Linked DNA regions of Pan troglodytes: region 2 is linked to region 1. The links are chromatin contacts, called in public HiChIP or PLAC-seq maps. All regions are on one chromosome and are shown on one strand. Each heading gives the region's core, a stretch centred on a gene start, on an enhancer-like site or on the middle of the called end of the contact. The rest is flanking DNA. Distances are from core to core; before and after follow the strand shown. Region 1 holds the start of CCDC34 (coiled-coil domain containing 34). Region 2 holds the start of LGR4 (leucine rich repeat containing G protein-coupled receptor 4).

Region 1 (6,582 bases), core at 4,045-6,544:
CTAGCATTTTTATTAATGGCCATTATCTACACTAAGCTATACTGCAACTTGGAAAAAGAGGACCTCTCAGAAAACTCACAATCTAGCATGATTAAGCATGTCGCTTGGCTAATCTTCACCAATTGCATCTTTTTCTGCCCTGTGGCGTTTTTTTCATTTGCACCATTGATCACTGCAATCTCTATCAGCCCCGAAATAATGAAGTCTGTTACTCTGATATTTTTTCCATTGCCTGCTTGCCTGAATCCAGTCCTGTATGTTTTCTTCAACCCAAAGTTTAAAGAAGACTGGAAGTTACTGAAGCGACGTGTTACCAAGAAAAGTGGATCAGTTTCAGTTTCCATCAGTAGCCAAGGTGGTTGTCTGGAACAGGATTTCTACTACGACTGTGGCATGTACTCACATTTGCAGGGCAACCTGACTGTTTGCGACTGCTGCGAATCGTTTCTTTTAACAAAGCCAGTATCATGCAAACACTTGATAAAATCACACAGCTGTCCTGCATTGGCAGTGGCTTCTTGCCAAAGACCGGAGGGCTACTGGTCCGACTGTGGCACACAGTCGGCCCACTCTGATTATGCAGATGAAGAAGATTCCTTTGTCTCAGACAGTTCTGACCAGGTGCAGGCCTGTGGACGAGCCTGCTTCTACCAGAGTAGGGGATTCCCTTTGGTGCGCTATGCTTACAATCTACCAAGAGTTAAAGACTGAACTACTGTGTGTGTAACCGTTTCCCCTGTCAACCAAAATCAGTGTTTATAGAGTGAACCCTATTCTGATCTTTCATCTGGGAAGCACTTCTGTAATCACTGCCTGGTGTCACTTAGAAGAAGGAGAGGTGGCAGTTTATTTCTCAAACCAGTCATTTTCAAAGAACAGGTGCCTAAATTATAAATTGGTGAAAAATGCAATGTCCAAGCAATGTATGGTCTGTTTGAAACAAATATATGACTTGAAAAGGATCTTAGGTGTAGTATAGCAATATAATGTTAGTTTTTTCTGATCCATAAGAAGCAAATTTATACCTATTTGTGTATTAAGCACAAGATAAAGAACAGCTGTTAATATTTTTTAAAAATCTATTTTAAAATGTGATTTTCTATAACTGAAGAAAATATCTTGCTAATTTTACCTAATGTTTCATCCTTAATCTCAGGACAACTTACTGCAGGGCCAAAAAAGGGACTGTCCCAGCTAGAACTGTGAGAGTATACATAGGCATTACTTTATTATGTTTTCACTTGCCATCCTTGACATAAGAGAACTATAAATTTTGTTTAAGCAATTTATAAATCTAAAAACTGAAGATGTTTTTAAAACAATATTAACAGCTGTTAGGTTAAAAAAATAGCTGGACATTTGTTTTCAGTCATTATACATTGCTTTGGTCCAATCAGTAATTTTTTCTTAAGTGTTTTGTGATTACACTACTAGAAAAAAAGTAAAAGGCTAATTGCTGTGTGGGTTTAGTCGATTTGGCTAAACTACTAACTAATGTGGGGGTTTAATAGTATCTGAGGGATTTGGTGGCTTCATGTAATGTTCTCATTAATGAATACTTCCTAATATCATTGGCTCTACTAATATTTTCCAATTTGCTGGGATGTCACCTAGCAATAGTTTGGATTATATAGAAAGTAAACTGTGGTCAATACTTGCATTTAATTAGACAAAACGGGGAGTAATTATGACACGAAGTACTTATGTTTATTTCTTAGTGAGCTGGATTATCTTGAACCTGTGCTATTAAATGGAAACTTCCATACATCTTCCCCATACTATTTTTTATAAAAGAGCCTATTCAATAGCTCAGAGGTTGAACTCTGGTTAAACAAGATAATGTTATTAATAAAAATAGAAGAAGAAAGAATAAAGCTTAGTCCTGTGTCTTTAAGAATTAAAAATTTTACTTGATTCCCATCTGTGGGCTTTAGACCTATTACTGGGTGGAGTCTTAAAGTTATAATTGTTCAATATGTTTTTTGAACAGTGTGCTAAATCAATAGCAAACCCACTGCCATATTAGTTATTCTGAATATACTAAAAAAATCCAGCTAGATTGCAGTTTAATAATTAAACTGTACATACTGTGCATATAATGAATTTTTATCTTATGTAAATTATTTTTAGAACACAAGTTGGGAAATGTGGCTTCTGTTCATTTCGTTTAATTAAAGCTACCTCCTAAACTATAGTGGCTGCCAGTAGCAGACTGTTAAATTGTGGTTTATATACTTTTTGCATTGTAAATAGTCTTTGTTGTACATTGTCAGTGTAATAAAAACAGAATCTTTGTATATCAAAATCATGTAGTTTGTATAAAATGTGGGAAGGATTTATTTACAGTGTGTTGTAATTTTGTAAGGCCAACTATTTACAAGTTTTAAAAATTGCTATCATGTATATTTACACATCTGATAAATATTAAATCATAACTTGGTAAGAAACTCCTAATTAAAAGGTTTTTTCCAAAATTCAGGTTATTGAAAATTTTTCATTTTATTCATTTAAAAACTAGAATAACAGATATATAAAATGTGTTAATCTTTGTGCTATATGGTATGAAATACAATATTGTACTCAGTGTTTTGAATTATTAAAGTTTCTAGAAAGCAATCTATTTTGCCTTAATTTAAAACTAGGTATATTAATGAATTTAGTTTTAAAGTAAGCAAATTAAATATTTGTAAGTGGACAGTATTAGAAGAAATGTTGGAAGTAACCATTAGAAAACACTATTTTGATATTTATTTGTAAACATATAAGAACATTTTGCTGAAACTTAGAAATAAGGTTTTATCCTAAGTCTGAACTATACTCATGGAAAACAGATTATGAAATTTCAGAAAAACCATTGATTCAATCTTTATCTAAAAAGCAAATGATTAAAAAATCTGTATGATATTAAATGTAGTCAGTTGCCCAGATGCTTAGAAATACTTCAGTATTTACAATCATTAAGTCCTCATTTTACAGATGAGAAAACAAAAGGCTTAATGAAATTTAAGTGAATCCCTGAGTCACAGCAAATTTGACCCCAAACCAGAACCCAATGCCTCTTCATTTGGGACATAATTTTGTGTGTGTGTTTGTTTTAAATTTCATATATGCTTGAAATTTCCATAACAAAAAGTAGAGTAGTATAATTATCCCACCTCCCTACCCTTCACCCCATACCTGTCACTGCTTTGACAATTATCTGCAGCATGTAGTGAACCTTGTTTCATCTTCATCCTATTCACTAACCCCCTCCAATCCCTCTGCCCCTTGCATTATTTTGAAGCAAATTTAAGACATTATATTGTTTCATCTGTAAATACTAATGTCTAGGGATAAATTTTTAAAGTTGCATAATATATGCCACAGGGCTAACTGGTGATGGAATTATTTACGCAAAAGTCACTCTTATATAAGTTTCCAGAGCCAGCAAAACATAATTACCTCAAATATACCATGGCCAAAGTACTAATTGTATGAAAAGATGTCACTAAGTCAATACCCTAAAACTTAAAGGGAGAGACACTCTTTTATACATTTGTACATTTATATATAATTCTACCCATCTCGATTATGGCTTCTCAGCTCCAGTAATGAAAAGGCACTGTAAGAAATGAGACCGCTGGACTTAATTATGTTCAAACACCAGCACCAGCACCATCTGACTCTGCCTCATACCCTTGGGGGGGTCCAGTATTGCTAGTGCATAATGTCACAGTTGGTCATAATGATGACCCTGGCGCATCAAGAAAAGGGTATACTTTGTTTAGGAAAACATTTTAAGGGGACAAAGAAGTATATGACATTTAGATTCCCATGCGTAGAGGTTAAAGTGAAAAAGTTCTGAAGTTTACACAACTTTTCATTGTATCTTTCTGATTCTGAGCTTAGAAACCTTGAGAATTAATGAGATAATGTGACCCTGTGAGGTAAATTTTTCCCCCATTTTCAGAGGAGTGTTAGGAATGGAAAACCTATCAAGTACCAAGAAAACCACTGATTCCAGGTCCCTTTCATACTAGTGTTTTTCCCACTACAGTTATGTTTGGTTATATCTATTGGAAAACAGCTTCTCAAGCTTACCTCTTTATGAGGCCCTAAGGCAGCTCAGTGCCTTTCGATGTTACTGATTCTAGAGATGTTCTGATAAAAGGTTTTTAAATGCCAATATTGAATAACTAGGGTCGAGAACGAAAACTCCATTAGGTCAGTTTTATTCCTTGATCAACTTTATTACTCATTTGGAGTGCTCCAATTTTCTTTCATTTTGTTTTCACCGAAATTTTAAAGAAAATATTCAATTTAAATAGATTTAACCATGTCATATTTTACTAATTATAGCTCTGCCTTCTGAATTGTCTTTGGTTGCTATTACTTCTACCATAGCTAATTCTCCTGTGTTAAATTTTGCAGATCTAGATTTCATCAAAGTTTTTGTATCACTCTGGTCACTAAAAAGTTTTGTGTGATGTGTTAGCCATGGTCAATTTTCGTTTATGGTATTTCTACCGGTAATATACATTATGAACTGGACAAAAGCCCTATTTATTTACAAATGTACAGTTTTGTCAGCATGAATAAAGCATCCACCTCTCCTTTACTGCCTTTATCACCATTCCCGACAGTGCCCCTAAGATCCCACATAAAATGCATATCAGCATATTTACTGAGATCATTTTTCACGACAACAGGATGAGGAACTTAAGGGCGAGACTTTTAATCATCTATCCCTTGTGCTTTACGCAGACCCTACAATACACTAGAGGCTGCAAAGAGGTCAAAAATTCACATGTGTAGACAAATTAGGTCCCTTAAGATGCCAGGCAAACGAAGTGCTACCAAAACACGCAATGACTGTCCTAAAAGTGCGTTCTGGGATACACCTGTAAACTTGGATCAAGTTCCCTCCCCTCTCCTCAAAATATATCGACTTGTGCTGAAAGAAATCACGACCGATGCTCACAATTCTGACCTCGTAATTATATAGGGGGTGGTTTTGGTTTCTGCGTCTTTCCCTGATTCAGTGGCAGGTAACATATTTCATGTACAAAATGAACTGCAACACCACGGCAAACAAGGGACAGGCCCTCAAAGTTGTCGGTAGGGAGCCAGGACCCCGCCAGTGGCGTGGGGAGACACCGTACTAAACAAGCTTGCAAACAGCAGGCACCTTCCTGCCACTGAGGAGGAAGGGCTGGCTAAGGGAGGCCGGGGCGGAGGAAGCCAAGCTCTGCAGGCCCTGACAAACTCCTCCCGGCCTCCAAGCGTCGCCATGGCAACGCGGGGTCTGTGCCGGCCGGGATTGGCCGGCCTGGCGCGCGCAGGGCCCGCTGGGAAAGCGCGTCCCCGCCGCGGCTCCGCCAGTTTGAACTTGGCGGGCCTGATGTGGGCGGCGGGGCGCTGGGGGCCTACTTTTCCCTCTTCCTACGCCGGTTTCTCTGCTGACTGCAGACCCAGGTCTCGGCCCTCCTCGGGCTCCTTCTCAGTCCCTATGACGGGCGCACGTGGGCAGGGGCTGGAGGTGGTGCGCTCGCCGTCGCCGCCGCTGCCGCTGAGCTGCAGCAATTCCACCAGGTCGCTGTTGTCTCCCCTTGGCCACCAGAGCTTCCAGTTTGACGAGGACGACGGTGACGGGGAGGATGAGGAAGACGTGGATGAAGATGCCCATGATTCAGAGGCCAAAGTGGCAAGCCTGAGAGGAATGGAGTTACAGGGGTGCGCCAGGTAAACCCGAGGCCGCCCGGCCGATTCAGCCCTTTTCAAGATTCCTTAGACTCTCTTAAGTACCCACTTCTAACATCCTCCTGCCCTCCGCCCCAAAGGCAGAGCAGGCACTTGCAGACTGAGGTGCCGTGGGTTTTTTTTGCACATAAAGAGCCCTGTGCAAATTCTTGCAAATGACCATAGATTTCCTATGGCTCTTAATCCTTTTTTCCTGAGATATTATGATTGCTGCAGTCTCACTTCCCAGAAAAATGCACATAGTCTCAAACACACAAAACTGCTACCATTTCAGGCGTTCTATGAATCCTCAAAAGCCAGATTGTGCACTGCAGAACTCTTATCCCAAACCTGAACACCAGAACGTGGTTTACTGCACCTTAGTAGTACCTGTGGTTGGTTATTCTGAAAACATACTGATTGCTAGTGAAGTAGGTTGTAGTAAACAGGTCACTTTTTATAACATAAAGTGCTGAAGCACAGAGATTAGCAATGTCAACCTCAGCATGTGGAGACGTGGTTAGATAGGATCTGAGCATGCACAGAGGAATGGATGTCATTGTATCAATGTTAGGACCAATGGGGTTATTAAAACTGTCTTAATTTGTTTATTTCTACTGTTACTCACTCAGCAAACATTGTGTGCCACATATTAGTCTACGTACTGGGGACCGTAAACAAGATACTGGTCTCTACTCTCATGAATTGAAGCCTAAATCAATCCATTTATTTTACAGATAATAAAACCATGGCTCAGAATGCAAAAAGTGACTCAAAGGCATGCACCTAGTTATTAGCAGACCTGGGTCTACTACGAAGATAGACAGATCATGTTCTCTTTCCTAAACTGCATGCGTAGTATTC
Region 2 (6,484 bases), core at 1,929-4,428, 110 kb before region 1:
GTATCTTTCCAGTCCTTATGATTTATTTAAGAGCTGATCATTTTTCTCTAGTTATCTGAGATATTACCTTAATCACTGGTTTTTTGTTTTTTGTCTTTATACTTTCTTGGGACATCTTATCTGAGATGGAGACTAATTGACCAATTTATCTCTAATGCATAGCATACAAAATGTACCAAATAAGAAATACAAACACTTCAATATATCTTATCTTTTCTGTTCCCTACCCAAGTCTTTTGTTCCTGATCTTTTATCTTCTTGGCTAAGCTGCAAATTTGAATCTTCCTTTCTTACATTTGTCATCTAATAGACAATAGGAATTTATTTTTTAGTAAAATCCGCATCTCCCCTTTTTTCAAAATATAAATCTCTCCTTTCACCTAAGTTTTCAGCCATAAGATTTTATTATTTGAAGACAAAGAATAAAGTTCTCCAAGTGTGGTTCATGAATCACCTGTGTCACTTTCACTTGCTGTGCAACAAAATGCTGGTTTCTGGGCCCCACTTAGGCCTACTAAATCATTCTGCATTTTTAATCAAGATTTGCATATAAGCCGGACTCCGTGGCTCATGACTGTAATCCCAGCACTTTGGGAGGCCAAGGCAGGTGGATCACTTGAGGTGAGGAGTTTGAGGCCAGCCTGGCCAACATGAGAAACCCCATCTCTACTAAAAAAAAAAAAAAAAAAAAAAAAAGTAGCTAAACACGGTGGTGGGCACCTGTAATACCAGCTACTGGGGAGGCTGAGGCAGGAGAATCACTTGAACCTGGGAGGTAGAGGTTGCAGTGAGCCAAGATCACGCCACTGGACACAGTGAGTGAGAGTCCGTTTCAAAAAAAAAAAAGAAGAGATCTTAAAGAAACGATTACAGAAACTAACTTTACAATTTCTTCCTTACTTCATTTGTTCATGAAAGTTGCTAGAAAATAATGGAAATGATTTAGACGATGAAAGCCTATTTAGGGAAGGCTCTAAGAGCACCAGATTAGGAGCCAGGAGCCCAGGAGCTGTTCCGTGATGATGTTGGGCAGAACACACTCTCTCTCGAGCCTCAGATTTCTTATCTATAAAACCAGAGTTTTCTGGGGGTCTTTAAGTTGTCTTTCAGCCCTGCAGTGAGAGGAGATATGTCATTCCTAAAACTTGAAATGAAGGCATATGTTTATTTATTAACTCTCTAGCTTCTAGACAGATTTACTGTATGTGACTTATGTGCCCAACCTGACATTATCTTTTAGATAAACTCCCAAATACAAAGATGATAAAATTTTTTCATTTTAAACTTATAGGTCTGCATCAACCTGTTTCCATTGTCCTAAGTTTTATTTACATACGATGGCTAGTCAACTTTATATGATAATTATTTTTAAATCCTGCTTTTTTTTTTTTTTTTTTTTTTTTGAGACAGAGTTTTGCTCTTGTTGCCCAGGCTGGAATGCAATGGCGCGATCTCCAGCTCACCGCAACCTCCGCCTCCCGGGCTCAAACAATTCGCCTGCCTCCGCCTCCCGAGTAGCTGGGATTACAGGCATCTGCCACCACACCCGGCTAATTTTGTATTTTTAGTAGAGACGGGGTTTCTTCATGTTGGTCAGGGTGGTCTAGAACTCCCAACCTCAGGTGATCCGCCCGCCGCAGCCTCCCAAAGTGTTGGGATTACAGGCGTGAGCCACCGCGCCCGGCCGAATCCTGCTTGTTTTAATGTATTCATTAAAAATGTCTCCATTATAGAGTAAAACGACTCAACGCCATGGCAGAGAGCAAGAAACTAAGTACCTTTAAAGCCGTAGTTGGTACAGGTAATGATTCCATGGGGTCTATTAGGCCACAGGGACTCAAAATCCAGAAGAGGAGGGAATGCTGATAATTACCTAACACCAACGTTGCTGCTGGCTTCTCAGCCGTAGTCACCTCCCACTCAGATGTTTTGGAAATTGTCCAGTGTTCAGAAACATCACTTTCTCTGACCTTTTACAAAATTCCTGTGTTTCAGGATTTTAAAGTGCGTGAGAAAGGAGTCTAATTTGCAGTCACCAAAAACACCAAATACAGAGAGAGGACTGGGGAGAATGAATTGCTAAGACTTAGCTACCAAATGTGTATCAAGATAGGTGTAAAGATCCCAGGTGAAGTGAGGCACTGGAGAGGGTACACTTTTAACTTAGTGTATAGCTAAAACCCAAAGATGTGTGTCAGATCGAGGGAAACTTTTTTCCTCCTCTTCAAAATCTTTTTTCCGTTTGCAGAGCTCCAGACGTCCTCGCCCTTTGGAACAGCGGAGAGTCATTTAAAACTTAACTGAACGCTGGAGGGAAGTTCTACTTACCAGGTCATCCAATTTAGGAGATCCAATTTCTGCGGAAGGAACAAAAAGACGGGTGGGGGAGGGAAAAACTAGACCCCTTGTCCTACTATCCTTCTACCTTCAATCCACAACCTGCCAGACAAATCCAGCCAAGTCAAGATTTTGCCTTGAACCACCACCACCACCACCACAACCACCACCACCTTGTCACTCACGCCCGAGAAACACGCCCCTCTGGTCCTCCTCTTGGCCAATGGCGGCTCTCCTCTCTGCATAGTAATGAGCTCGAGACCTCCCCGGGCCAATGGCGCTCCGGGAGAAGGGATACTTTTGCATGTACCTAAGTGATTTGCATAAGCCAGCGGCCGGGGGCTTGGGAACCAGAGCGTGCAACCCTAGAAGGGAAAAGGACGGGAAGAGATTGAGCCGCGGCTGGGAGACAGCGAGCCAGAGTCTGGGTGTTTGTGCGAGAGCCACGGCGGGGGCTGGGGCGAGTGGCCGGCATGGCTGAAGGCTGCGCTCTGCAACCTTGAAGAGCCGCTGCATTGAGAGGCCAGGGACAGGGAGACCGGTGCGATGGCAGAGCGCGGCCCCCGCCGCTGCGCCGGGCCGGCCCGGCTGGCCTGAGCCGCCGGAGGAGCGGGGCTGCCTCTGCGCGTCCATGGAGCAGCGGGAAGGGCGAAACTCCGGAGCGCCGCGTCCCTGCGCCGCTGCGGCGGACTCCTGAAGGGGCCGAGCCCGCGCGGACCGCCGAGGAAGAGACCCCCGCTGCAGCCCGCAGGCCGGCTGCCCGGGGGCGGCGGGGGACATCGGAGGGCAGCGGAGCGAGCAGCGCCGCGGGAGAGGCCGGCGCGGGAGGCGGCCGCAGCAATGCCGGGCCCGCTGGGGCTGCTCTGCTTCCTCGCCCTGGGGCTGCTCGGCTCGGCCGGGCCCAGCGGCGCGGCGCCGCCTCTCTGCGCGGCGCCCTGCAGCTGCGACGGCGACCGTCGGGTGGACTGCTCCGGGAAGGGGCTGACGGCCGTGCCCGAGGGGCTCAGCGCCTTCACCCAAGCGCTGTGAGTGCGGGCGGCGGGGACGCGGGCGGGGGGCGGGGGGGGGGGGACGGGGCCCAGCGGGGGGCGCCGCGGGGCGGAGCCACGGGTCAGTCCCACCCCACCCCGCCCCGCCGCCGCCCGGGCCTGGGGAGGGGGTCCGCCGGTCACCTGCGTGCGGGCTGCCTGGCACCCACTCCTGTGCCACGGGCTTTCCGCACTTTGCTAGTCCGGGTTCGAGCCAGCAGTAGCTTTCGTTCCCAGACTTTTTGGGCACAAGCACCCTCCCACCCCACCGCGCACACCCCCAACTCACAAGTGCATCTGGGGCCAAGAAGAAGGAAGTAATCTAAAAACGCTTGCCCCTGGCAGCCTGTCCACGCGACCTTCCCTTCTCATGAGGGCCCTCGCTCAGCGGGCAGGAGTTCCGCCACTGGCGGGGCTGAGGGCGCCGAGAACTTGGCCTCAGTCTGCATACCGAGGCATGTCTCGTGGGGAAGCACCTGGAGCCTCCTGGGTTCCAGCATGTGGGGAGAAGAAACACCTGTACCTCAGTCAGGGCGAATCTCCTTCCAATTTGGCCCCATCCAGGTAGTGCGTCCCGGCACCTACCTCGGCCCAGTTCCACTCGGGACTACCCCACTAACGCCCAGGCTTCTGCAGCACGCAGGGTAGTCCGAGAAAACAAGGGAGAATTACAGGGTTCTGTTGGTGGACATGCTCTTACCCAACAAGGCCTTTTAAAGAAAGAATGCTGACCTGAGGTGCAGGATGTTGGAAGAGAAGCAAGTTCCGGAGCATATGCTCAGCCCAGGCTGCAAGGTAGCAGCAGGTTTCTAATGCACCTTCACGCAGCCAGCAGATCTTTTCTTTTGAGCTGCCTGAGATCGAGAGACACACTGAAATGTTTCAGACTTCCAAAATCGCCCTGCTAAAACGGACTTGAGAGCTTTAGACGTTCCCTTGAGAAAAGAAGAGGAATCTGAACTAGGTTGTGGAGGTGGTGGCAAAGGCCACGGATAGAGGAGGAACAGGGTAGGGTTTTTGTGTTCTTATTGCTTCTTGCGTTGGGTGGCCAGCTGAATGCTTAAATCAGGAGCAGTCGAAGAAACGTATGAGAGAGGAAGGGATCCTGAGGGGCCCTAGGGTAGAGGGAATTTCCTTTTACCTGTAGTGGAAGGGACCTCTTAGAAATAGACAGTTTTAAAGGACCCTGTGAAGAAATCTTCTTTATGCAGGCAGGAGCATTGCTGTATTTCCAGGTGGGTGGTGGCAAAGGTGTTCCGCTTGCCCTCTCAGGATGGACTTTTAGTGAGCATCGAGGCCTGTTGTCTTGGAACCTGTTTCATTCTTCTACCTTCAGCCTTCCCCTCCCCATTTGTTATTTTTCCTGTCTCAGGTTAGTTTTAGTTATGTATTTGAGGTTGTTTTTTTTTTTCAGTATAGTGAAGTTTAACTTGTCATTAAAAAAAAAGTTAACTTTGCAGTGAAGAGCATTTTGTTCATAAAGTTACATTAAGTGGGAAAGTTTGAGCAGGAATTGATTGAATCAAGAGAAAGAAGACCTGTGGAGAGGAAATGGGACTAATTTTTCCCCAAGTTCTCTAGAAACGTTTAGGGAATTCGTGCAGAAAGAAATGCAGAAAGAAGGGTCCCTTTACCTGAACCTCTTGCAAGGCTCTGCATAGAATAGAAAAGCACAGTTTTACTATTTTGACCAGTTGTAAAGACCTTGTTTAGCAGATTCCTCACATTTTAGTGAGTAGACTTGTCCTATAAGGAAACGGGCTGTTTTACATTAGTATCTAAAACCACAGAGAAATAATCACACTTTTATGAGAGCATACTCCTCTCTCCAAAGCATCTTCTGGTAGAACTCACTGAAGGTGGTGAAATGCTGTATCTTCAACTTTGGGCCTTAGAATAAGTTAGTGGTCATGGCTTAGGAAACAGAAAAATAATTGGTACCAGTCTCAATTAGAGTGCCTAAACTAGCATTATCTTAGCACTTTCTGAGCTTTGGTGGTGTGCAAATGTGTTTTATTTTCTTAGATTTGTGACCTGGAGGTAGAGTGATCGTACATTCTGGTGACTCCTTATTTCTCCTTAGTACTCATTTCACCCTCAAAAATATATATAACCACCCTCTCTAAAAGGGTTTTCAAGAACAACATATTTGCATTTTACTCATGGGGAAACTAGCTCATTCAGTGATTCTCAAAAGCAATGTATGAAGCGAGGCCAGTGCTGCAGGTTTGCACACTCCAGTCGATCATATATGGGACATGTTGCGATCACCTAGGGTCTTTTTCCAAGTACTTCCAGTCTGCTCTCCCATTGCAGCTTTACTGAGATACAGTTACACATCAGGAGACTAGTTCCGTGGTCTCTAAGCGTTTGTTCACCTATTCTTAATTGCTGGAGCATGTGAACCAAAAACCTCTGTAGTTATACAGAAAATTACAATCATGAAAGTAGAAGTTAAAAAGATGAGACTATAATTACTAATCAGAGTTCTTCATTTTCTTCTCATTGCTCAATGGCTTGTCCTGGAGTAGTGCTTTCACCTTCCCTGGGGACAGGGGTGGGGGGTGCATTTCACTTTAGAGATCCTGGGACTGACAGAGCAGTGATTTTATTTTACTCAACTTGGGATCCCCAGAGCCCGGTACATAGGAGGCACTTAAAAATGCTGGAGTGAATAAATAAGGATGCAAGGCCACACCGAGGAGCAGAACCGTGGCATGGAATTCAGACACCATTCCCACAGGGGATTTTCAGATTCATTCTCAGCACTTAGCCTTTTGTCCAGATTTGAGAAGGTCCCAGAGAGAGAATACCTGCTTCTTCTCCTTGAGGCTGGTTGAAACTTGTTCAGTCTAACAGTGTCTATTTCCTGGTGAAAGCCGCTTTACCGGAGTCTGGGGACAGCGTCAGATGTGATCCTCAGTACTGTGAATGGGATTCCTGTATTCACACCATTTGCTGCACCTGTAGCAACTATTTATGTTTTTGAACAACAGTATTCAATCTTGTGTCACAATGCACTGGCCTGTCACAATTCACCCCGAGGAGTGTTCAAGGCAGTAATCTTACTAATATTAAAATTCCGAAGTTTAATCAGAAGGATTCAAGGTTATTACTGT

The links. HiChIP or PLAC-seq counts read pairs in DNA pulled down with a chosen protein or histone mark.
Region 2: a contact with region 1 is called in an H3K4me3 HiChIP or PLAC-seq map of stem cell-derived excitatory neurons, with 2.6 times the contacts expected there. The contact joins the promoter of LGR4 here to the promoter of CCDC34 in region 1. A contact is called at or near these places in 1 of 7 Hi-C or Micro-C datasets (stem cell-derived neural progenitor cells) and 1 of 1 datasets of contacts at active chromatin or transcription factors (stem cell-derived excitatory neurons).

Annotation. Positions count from the first base shown.
Region 1 is chr9:31,365,181-31,371,762 of NHGRI_mPanTro3-v2.0_pri, reverse strand. It overlaps CCDC34 (coiled-coil domain containing 34), which reads left to right and starts at 5,294. Exons shown (of 8, transcript XM_063783950.1): 1 at 5,294-5,721. The coding sequence starts at 5,381. It overlaps LGR4 (leucine rich repeat containing G protein-coupled receptor 4), which reads left to right. Exons shown (of 17, transcript XM_016920596.4): 17 at 1-2,478. The coding sequence ends at 711.
Region 2 is chr9:31,472,561-31,479,044 of NHGRI_mPanTro3-v2.0_pri, reverse strand. LGR4 (leucine rich repeat containing G protein-coupled receptor 4) reads left to right here and starts at 3,178. Exons shown (of 17, transcript XM_016920596.4): 1 at 3,178-3,362. The coding sequence starts at 3,178.